2 separate regions of the Ovis aries genome follow, and region 2 is linked to region 1. Evidence: chromatin contacts called from public Hi-C data. All regions are on one chromosome and are shown on one strand. The core of a region is the stretch at or near the end of the contact, and the rest is flanking DNA. Distances in the headings are between cores, read along the strand shown. Region 1 overlaps CLEC16A (C-type lectin domain containing 16A). Region 2 holds the start of SOCS1 (suppressor of cytokine signaling 1).

The links. A called contact is a pair of places that touch in the nucleus more often than the background predicts.
Region 2: a Hi-C map of hypothalamus shows a contact between it and region 1, with 11 times the contacts expected there. The contact joins the promoter of SOCS1 here to the enhancer-like site in region 1. A contact is called at or near these places in 15 of 16 Hi-C or Micro-C datasets (blood, hypothalamus, liver and 7 more).

What each region holds. Positions count from the first base shown.
Region 1 is chr24:10,179,165-10,183,619 of ARS-UI_Ramb_v3.0, forward strand. It overlaps CLEC16A (C-type lectin domain containing 16A), which reads left to right. Exons shown (of 22, transcript XM_060405630.1): 7 at 4,350-4,455. Among named protein-coding and RNA genes, the nearest start is that of CLEC16A, 38 kb to the left of the region's middle. Within about 2 kb of position 1,552, at least 5 of the 54 cell types and tissues checked have an H3K27ac peak or open chromatin away from gene starts, as enhancers often do. A contact at or near this core is called in hypothalamus, where this site is marked.
Region 2 is chr24:10,434,511-10,439,412 of ARS-UI_Ramb_v3.0, forward strand. SOCS1 (suppressor of cytokine signaling 1) reads right to left here and starts at 2,633. Exons shown (of 2, transcript XM_042239945.2): 1 at 2,517-2,633; 2 at 1-843. The coding sequence starts at 2,592. The coding sequence ends at 140.

The DNA.
Region 1 (4,455 bases), core at 302-2,801:
TGAGTACCGCTGAGAGAGGAACAGGGTAAATGAATCGAGTGCACCCGTAGGGTGCTGGGCAGCTGGTGAAAAAATGAAGATGACCTTCCACTGGTGATTGGATAAACACCGTGTGGTATCCATCTCAGGATGGATGAGACACAGCTTGCAGTGGAATAGTATTCAGCAATAAAAAGGACCGAAGTACCGACACTTACGCGACACCCTGGGTGAACCTTGAAAGCATTATGCTCAGTGAAATGTTGCAAGGGGCCACACATTATATGATTCTACTTATATGAAATGCCCAGAATAGGCAGATCCACAGAAGCAATAGATTAGTGGTTTCCTAGGGTTGGAGGAGGGGTGTGTGGGGTGAGGTGCGGAAATGGAAAATGACTGCCTGGGCTTTTTTGAGGTGAGGGGATAAAAATATCCTAAGGTTGATTGTGATAATGGTTGGAAAACTGTGCATATGTGTTAGTCACTCAGTCATGTCTAACTCTTTGAGACCCCATGGACTGTAGCTCACCAGTCTCCTCTGTCCATGGAATTCTCCAGGCAAGAATACTGGAGTGGGTTGCCATTTCCTGCTCCAGGGGGTCTTCCAGACCCAGGGATCAAGCCCAGGTCTCCTGCATTGCAGGCAGATTCTTTGCCATCTGAGCCATTAAATTGTGTACTTTGGGTAACGATTTTGGTATGTGAATTCTATATCAGTAAATCTGTTCAAGAAAAAATTAAGATGATAAATAGACGTCTCAGAACAAGATTTCTCAAACTCTGCACTGTGCCTCTCTTCAGCTAGATAATGCTTCATGGTGGGGCATCCCATGTGTCATAGGATGTTTAGCAGCACCCCTGGCCTCCACCCACTAGACGCCAGTAGTGCCCTTTTCCAATTGTGAAGACAAAAACTGTCTCCAGACAGAGGTCTCCTTTAAGGAAAAATTGTATCAGTTGAGAACCACTGCCCCAGAGTGACAGCTCTGCACGGGTCTGGTGAGAAGTACACCTAGATGGGGTCAGGACGATAAAGGGACTCAGGAAGGTCTCTTGGAGCTGCAGAGGGCTAGAGAGAGAGAAAATATTAGCTTCCACATTGGCAAAGAAGTAAGGTTCTGTGGATCACAGATCAGTTGGGAGAATGAGGACCCATATAGATATGGATAAGGCTTCACAGGAGGCTCAGTGGTAAATAATTCACCTGCCAATGCAGGAGATTCAAGAGACTCGGGTTCGATCCCTGGGTTGGGAAGATCCCTTGGCATAGGCAACGCACTATGGTATTCTTGCCTGGGAAATCCCATGGACAGAGAAGCGTGGTGGGTTATAGTCCTTGCCGGGGTCACAGAGAGTCAAACAGGACTGAGCGATTGAAAAAAAAAAGGAATATAGATATGAATAGTCATGGATATGAGACCTGATGAGACACAGCTCCAGAAAGAACCGAAAGTTATTCAAGGAAGAAAGTGAACTCCTGGTCCTCCACGTGACTCTGCAGTGACTGGTTATAATGTCAACACCAGTTGCTGATGACTGCTGGGTGGGGAGGGGCGGAGGGAACACAGAATTCTATTATCAAGGGAGGTCCTTGTGTACTGTCTAAAATGGCTCGATCACAAAATAGAGGTCCTTGCAGATCGCAAAATAGAGGGAGGAACTATCCACAGAAACCCCTAAAAGGTTTGAAACTGCTTCCTCTGGAGAGTAGGCAGGGCTGGGGGAGGCGGGGCCAGGAGCTGCTGTGTTTTATTGTCTCTTCATCAGTTCTATTGGATTTTTAAATCCATGTGTTCAGTCGCTCAGTCATGTCTGACTCTTTGTGACCCATGGTTTGCAGCACGCCAGGCTTCCCTGTCCTTCACTATCTCCCAGAGTCTGTTCAGATTCATGCCCATGAAGTCGGTGATGCCATCCAACCATCTCATCCTCTGTCGTCCCCTTCTCCTCCTACCCTCAGTCTTTCCCAGCATCAGGGTCTTTTCAAATGAGTCAGTTCTTCGCATCAGGTGGCCAGAGTATTGGAGTTTCAGCTTCAGCATCAGTCCTTACAATGAATATTTAGAACTGATTTCCTTTAGGATGGACTGATTGGATCTCCTTGCAGTCCGAGGGACACTCAAGAGTCTTCTCCAACACCACAGTTCAGAAGTACCAATTCTTCAGCACTCAAACTCTTTCTATAGTCCAACTCTCACATCCATACATGACCACTGGAAAAACCATAGCCTTGACTAGACGGACCTTTGTTGGCAAAGGTTTTCAGCTTTTCAATATGCTATCTAGGTTGGTCATAACTTTTCTTCCAAGGAGTAAGTGTCTTTTAATTTCATGGCTGCAGTCACCATCTGCAGTGATTTTGGAGCCCAAAAAAATAAAATCTGACAAGCTTTCCGCTGTTTCCCCATCTATTTGTCATGCCATGATCTTAGTTTTCTGAATGTTGAGCTTTAAGCCAACTTTTTCACTCCCCTCTTTCATTTTCATTAAGAGGCTCTTTAGTTCTTCTTCACTTTCTTCCATAAGGGTGGTGTCATCTGTCTGTTTGAGGTTATTGATATTTCTCTCAGCAATCTTGATTCCAGCTTGTGCTTCTTCCAGCCCAGTGTTTCTTATGATATACTCTCCATATAAGTTAAATAAGCAGGGTGACAATATACAGCCTTGACGTACTCCTTTTCCTATTTGGAACCAGTCTGTTGTTCCATGTCCAGTTCTAACTGTTGCTTCCTGGCCTGCATACAGATTTCTCAAGAGGCAGGTTAGGTGGTCTGGTATTCTCATCTGTTCAAGAATTTTCCACAGTTTATTGTGATCCACACAGTCAAAGGCTTTGGCATAGTCAATAAAGCAGAAGTAGATGTTTTTCTGGAACTCTCTTGCTTTCTCGATGATCCTATGGATGTTGGCAATATGATCCCTGGTTCCTCTGCCTTTTCTAAATCCAGCTTGAACATCTGGAAGTTCACAGTTCACATACTGCTGAAGCCTGGCTTGAAGAATTTTGAGCATTACTTTACTAGTGTGTGAGATGAGTGCAATTGTGAGGTGGTTTGAGCATTGTCTGGCATTGCCTTTCTTTGGGATTGAAATGAAAACTGACCTTTTCCAGTCCTATGGCCACTTCTGAGTTTACCAAATTTGCTGGCATATTGAGTGCAGCACTTTCACAGCATCATCTTTTAGGATTTGAAATAGCTCAACTTGAATTCCATCACCTCCATGTGGAAATAACATACTGTTTATCTGTTAGTGGTAGGACTGTAGGAGACTTTGATTTCTTTTTGCTCTTATTTTCTTCTTTAGTTGTGTGTCCCTTCCAGTGACCATCTATTACTTGAGTAATAATCATAGTAGAAACAAAAGGTCTTGGATCTAGAGTGCTTTTTGCAGCAGATAACCGCTCTGGGGGAGGGGAACAGGCCCCATTGGCTATTTCAGATCTTTGTCCCTGTTGAGCATGAGGCTGATCCACTCATAGGGCCTGGACAGCCCCAGTGCCTGTGTCTGCACTGGAAGCAGGCAGGGGCCTCCTGGGACCTGGGGTGTCACGTCCCCACGTGGCTCCTCTCACACGGTCAGGACTGGGGTTGTCTGAGGCTGCTGAGGCCTGCCTGTTTCCTCAGAACTCCTTAGGAGCATGCAACTAGTGAGGATTTATTGTTCCATTAATGCTGCTTATCTCAAGAACCAGGGATCTTGCCACTTGGACTAGTGGCTGCTCGTGTTTGAAGTGCCTGGCTAAAAGCTTCCCTGGGTCTTCCTGTGTTTACCCATTTTGTTGGGGACTATGGTGATGATGATGGAGTCCATTGTTCCAAGGCCCCCAGAAAGTGGGAGGCATCCCATTATTGTTGTTGTTGTTTAGTCACTCAGTCGTGTCCGACTCTTTGCAGCCCCATGGACTGCAGCACACTGGGCTCCCCTGTCCTTCACCATCTCCCAGAGCTTGCTCAAACTCATATCCATTGAGTTGGTGATGCCATCCAACCATCTCATCCCCTGTCGTCCCCTTTTCCTTCTGCCCTCAATCTTTCCCAGCATCAGAGTCTTTTCTAATGAGTTGGTTCTATGCAAAAGGTGGCCAAAGTATTGGAGCTTAAGCTTTAGCATGGTGATGATGTGGAGTCCATTGTACTGAGGCCCCCGGAACATGGGGGATCCCTTGAGTCCCCTAAAATCGAATGCAGTGGACCTGTCCGTTTTTCCTTCCTGTAATCCACTGGTAGGGCCAGGATAGGTGTCTCTCGAGACTGGCTCAGATATTTGTTTGTGAGTGAAGCGCCCCCAGCAACCTACGTCTCAGGCCATCGGTTCTCAGCTCTGAGCCTGGGCGTTGGGGCTGAGGTGGGCCTCTCTCCCGGCAGGCACCGGAATCGGGGGAAGCTCAGCGACTTGGTGGCTGAGCACCTGGACCACCTGCACTATCTCAATGACATCCTCATCATCAACTGCGAGTTCCTCAACGACGTG
Region 2 (4,902 bases), core at 1,383-3,882, 260 kb after region 1:
CGGAGGCGCCTCGCCCCCTACGCCCGCTCCCTCCAACGCAGGTGGGGAGGGCACCCACATGGTCCAGGGGAAATAATAATTAATAATAGAAAATAATAAGGGGCGGGGGGGCCCAGTTAATGCTGCGGTGCGCGGCCGGTCAGATCTGGAAGGGGAAGGAGCTCAGGTAGTCGAGGAGGACGGGGTTGAGGGGGATGCGCGCCAGGTTCTCGCGGCCCACGGTGGCCACGATGCGCTGGCGGCACAGCTCCTGCAGCGGCCGCACGCGGCGCTGGCGCAGCGGGGCCCCCAGCATGCGGCGCGGAGCCGCCACGTAGTGCTCCAGCAGCTCGAAGAGGCAGTCGAAGCTCTCGCGGCTACCGTCCAGGTGGAAGCGGCCGGCCTGGAAGTGCACGCGGATGCTCGTGGGGCCCGAGGCCATCTTCACGCTGAGGGCGAAGAAGCAGTTCCTCTGTCGGCTGTCGCGCACCAGGAAGGTGCCCACGGGCTCGGCGCGCAGCCGCTCGTGCGCTCCGTGCACGCTCAGGGGCCCCCAGTAGAAGCCGCAGGCGTCGAGGAGCGCGCTGGCGCGGGTGATGCGCCGGTACTCGGCGTGCGAGCGGAACGTGCGAAAGTGTGTATCGCCGGGGGCCGGGGCCGCGGCCGCCGGGCAGGGCCGCAGGCGCGCCGGGGCCGCGGACGAGGGCGAGGAGGTGGAAGAAGAAGAGGAGGAGGAAGAAGGCTCTGGCCGCCGTCTGGGCTCTGCTGCCGTAGAGATTGCATTGTCGGCTGCCACCTGGTTGTGTGCTACCATCCTACACGCGGGGCCGGCCGGAGGGGTGGGCCATAGCGTCCGGGGGTGCGCTGATGGGGGAGACAGGCAGTGAGCAGGGAGTCCGGGTGAGACTGGGCAGGTGAGGGCCCGCGAGGCAGCTCGGGAGGGGCGGGGCCCTGGGCTGAGCCGCTCCTAAAGGGCCGAGGGCTCAAGCCTGCGTCCGCGCGGCCCTTTGAGCCTCAGTGGACTCATCTAGAAAATGGGCTTGCTGGCGGGTGGGAGCTCGGCGGCGCGCTGTGCCGCCTCCGAGTCCGAGTCGAGAAGGGGGCGTGGAGAGAAGCGCCGAGCAGAAGCCTGTCCCGGACTCGGGCCACCGGGTCCTCGGCTCACCGCCCCGCGGCTGCCGCCTGCCGGCCAGGGCGGGAACGGGCGCCTCGTCCGGGCGATTCGGGCAAAAAAGCAGGAGAAAGCGGCGCTGCGGGTACCCCAAGCGCGGGGTCCGCCAGGCTGGGGCCCGCAGGGGCCAGGGGCGTGGCGGCCGCGACCCCACCACGCAGCCCCCGAGGCCGCCCCGGCCCCGGGCGGTCCCGTGCGTTCCTCCCCTCTCCCTCTAGCTTCGTCGCCCAGCGTCCGTCTCACCTGGCGGCGGGGCGCGGGGCGCCGCGGGCGGGGCGGCGGGGGTCTCCGGGGCGGCTCTCGCGCATGCTCCGGGGCCGGGAGCCGTGCAGCTGCCACGGCCGCAGCTCTTTCTGCTGCGCGCCCGCCCCTGCACCAGTCTTTTAAACCGGCTCTGAGGCTTGGGGCTTGCGAGGCCCCGCCCCTGCCGGCTCCGCCCCCTCCAGGCCCGCCCTTCCGCGCCACTTTCGGTTTCTTTTTCTGCGCACCGCGGTGGCGGGCGCTACTCGACTTTTCCCACAAATCCGGGACCCCTCCTCGGGGAGGTCCCCCAGCCCTGACCTAGCCTCGCACCTGTCTAGGACCGGTCTGTCAAGGTCTCTAGCACTGCCCTTGAATCTCCGGGGCACTTCTCAGCACCCTCCCTTTCGGACCTGGCGGCTCTCCGGTGCCCCCACTGCCTTCGGTCGCAGATTTCTTCAGGCAAGCCCATTAGGATACTCCGGACTGGCCCTGACACACCAGTCACCTCCGCCAGGTGTCTCAGCACCCATCTCTGGTAGACCTCTGTCCTCTACTCTGGAGCCGGACACATCCACCCTATCCTGGGGTCTCACCTGGGACCCCTCGGGACTGCTGCCTCCATCGCCCTGCCCCCCCTCGTCCTGGAGCCTCTAGATGGCCGCATCCGCATCCCTCCCTGCCTGTCTCTGTCCCTGGTCTTGTCTTAGGGTTCCCAGGAAGCGGCGGGTTGACCACAGGCTTCGGAGGAACCCTTTGGCTGCGCGGGAGGGGTACCTCGACTGCGAGCCCAGTTCCTTGGAAACCGGGTGGGGCCTGGCAAGGTCCCCGGCGGCCTTGGCCTGCCTTTTCTCCTGCCAGATAGCTGGAGAAACTGAGGCCCGGTGACTGGCAGAGGGGGAGCTCCAAACGAGGCACACCCTGCTCGCTTTTATTTGGGGGAGAGAAGGGAGCAACTGGGCACCTCTAAATGCACTTTGGAGCCCAGGGGAAAGAGAGTTCATTTTCAGATGTGATCATTGCAGAAGCCTACTCTGAGCTTTCCTGGCCAGCCCCTCCTCTTCCTCCCTCCTCTCTTACAGATCCCACCCCCCTGCCCCCAGCTGCTCCCTCCCCACACTCATACCTCGGGTCTTGGAATGATGGGGTACCCGTAACGGTTTGTTCGTTTGTGTATGATGCTGTCTGTCATAGAAGGGCATGGAGTAGGTGCCTAGCTAGTACATGTATTTCTGAACGAAAGAAAGAACAAATGAGCTTGGGGGCCGGCTGGTGGGTGGTGAATCTCACAGCCTGGAGGGGTCAGGCGGAGTAGCTAGGTTTGGCAGGGTCCTGCCCAATGCTGGCACACACTGCCCTCTACAGGCAACTCTCAGGCCGCAGCGCAGCTTTGCCGCTTGGCTCCTAGCCCTGGCGCCAGGTCCTCCTGCCAGCCTCCCTGGCGCTTTCCTCCCCTGACCCCGGGCAGAGCCCAGGATCCCCGTGTTTCCTGGTGAACACAAGAGCATGGCCCAGAACCCACCTTGTGTAGGATCCCACTGTCTCCCGGAATCCGTGTGTGTGTGTCTGTGTGTGTGTGTGGCAGCAGCTGATGTTGGTTGTTGATGTGGTCGTCCTGGGTGTGTGTGTGTGTGTGTGTGTGTGTGTGTGTGTGTGTGTGGCAGCAGCTGATGTTGGTCGTTGATGTGGTCGTCCTAGGGATGTGTGTGTGTGTGTGTGTGTGGCAGCAGCTGATGTTGGTCGTTGATGTGGTTGTCCTAGGGGTGTGTGTGTGTGTGTGTGTGTGTGTGTGTGTGTGGCAGCAGCTGATGTTGGTCGTTGATGTGGTCGTCCTGGGGTGTGTGTGTGTGTGTGTGTGTCTGTGTGTGTGTGTGACAGCAGCTGATGTTGGTCGTTGATGTGGTCGTCCTGGGGTGTGTGTGTGTGTGTGTGTTGGCAGCAGCTGATGTTGGTCGTTGATGTGGTCGTCCTGGGGGGGGGGTGTGTGCGTGCGTGTGTGTGTGTGTGTGTGTGTGTGTGTGTGTTGGCAGCGGCTGATGTTGGGCGTTGATGTGGTCGTCCTGGGGTGTGTGTGTGTGTCTGTGTGTGTGTGTGACAGTAGCTGATGTTGGTCGTTGATGTGGTCGTCCTGGGGTGTGTGTGTGTGTGTGTGTGTTGGCAGCAGCTGATGTTGGTCGTTGATGTGGTCGTCCTGGGGTGTGTGTGTGTGTGTGTGTGTGTGGCAGCAGCTGATGTTGGTCATTGATGTGGTCGTCCTGGGGGGGGGTGTGTGCGTGCGTGTGTGTGTGTGTGTGTGTGTGTTGGCAGCGGCTGATGTTGGGCGTTGATGTGGTCGTCCTGGGGGTGTGTGTGTGTGTGGCAGCAGCTGATGTTGGTCGTTGATGTGGTCGTCCCTGGGGGGGGGTGTCTGTGCGTGTGTGTGTGTGTGTGTGTTGGCAGCAGCTGATGTTGGTCGTTGATGTGGTCGTCCTGGGGGTGTGTGTGTGTGTGTGCAAGGGCATGAGAAGGTGCAGAGCCATGCCTGTGCCAGTGTTCGGGTGCTGTGGTCAGCCCGGAGCGCCTGCGGGGGGCTGCCCTGCAATGGGTAGCAGCACAAAGCAGTGGTTGGAAGCTGGACTCTGGCCGCAGTCTGCCTAGTTTCCAATTCTAATTTTGCAACTTTCTGTCCCTCTGACTTTGGACGTGTAATTAACTCCCTTGCCTGGTTTCCTCATCTCTGAAGGGGGTAATAACATCTCCCTCAGAGTGTGGGGATTAAAAGAGTGATTAGGGGTCATGTGCTTACACCAGTCCCTGGTGCATCAGAGGCATTCAGTAGGTGATTGCTTTTGCTGCTGTTGTTCATCGGCGGCCGTCAGCAGCTGTGACAGCATATTGGAGCTCATGGCTTCATGTTAGAAGTCCTAGTGCGAGGAAAGCAGGCCATAGACAGCATGGGTGGAGTGAAAGGAGAGCGTTGCATGGGGGTTAACCAGGCCCCTGGCTGCTGGCAGCGGGGAGACACAGCACCTCCTTCTCACTCGAGCTGGAGGCGGGTGGTCCAGGCCCAGAGAAGGCAGCCAGGCTGGGCTGGCTCCTGCGTGACTTGTCTTCCTGCCAGCATGTCTCCTTGCCCAGAGCAGATCTATGTCTGATGGCCCATATGCCCCCTACCACTCATTGACAGCCCAGATGGCTGTTTCGAAGAGTTCCCTCTTATTCCTGAGCACTAGGACCTCCTCCTCTGACCCCCTACTTGTTGCCACATGCCCACCCATCCCCACGGAGCCCCCTTCTTCATTTCATTTACTGTTACCTGTGATGTGTTAGGTTCTTCCCAAGTGGCACTAGCGGCAAAGAACCCGCCCACCAGTGCAGGAGACATAAGAGACGTGAGTTCGATCCCTGGGTCAGGAAGGTCCCCTGGAGAAGGAAATGGCAACCTGCTCCAGTATTCTTGCCTGGAGAATTCCATGGACAGAGGAGCCTGGCGGGCTACAGTCCATGAGGTCGCAAAGAGTCAGACGTGACAG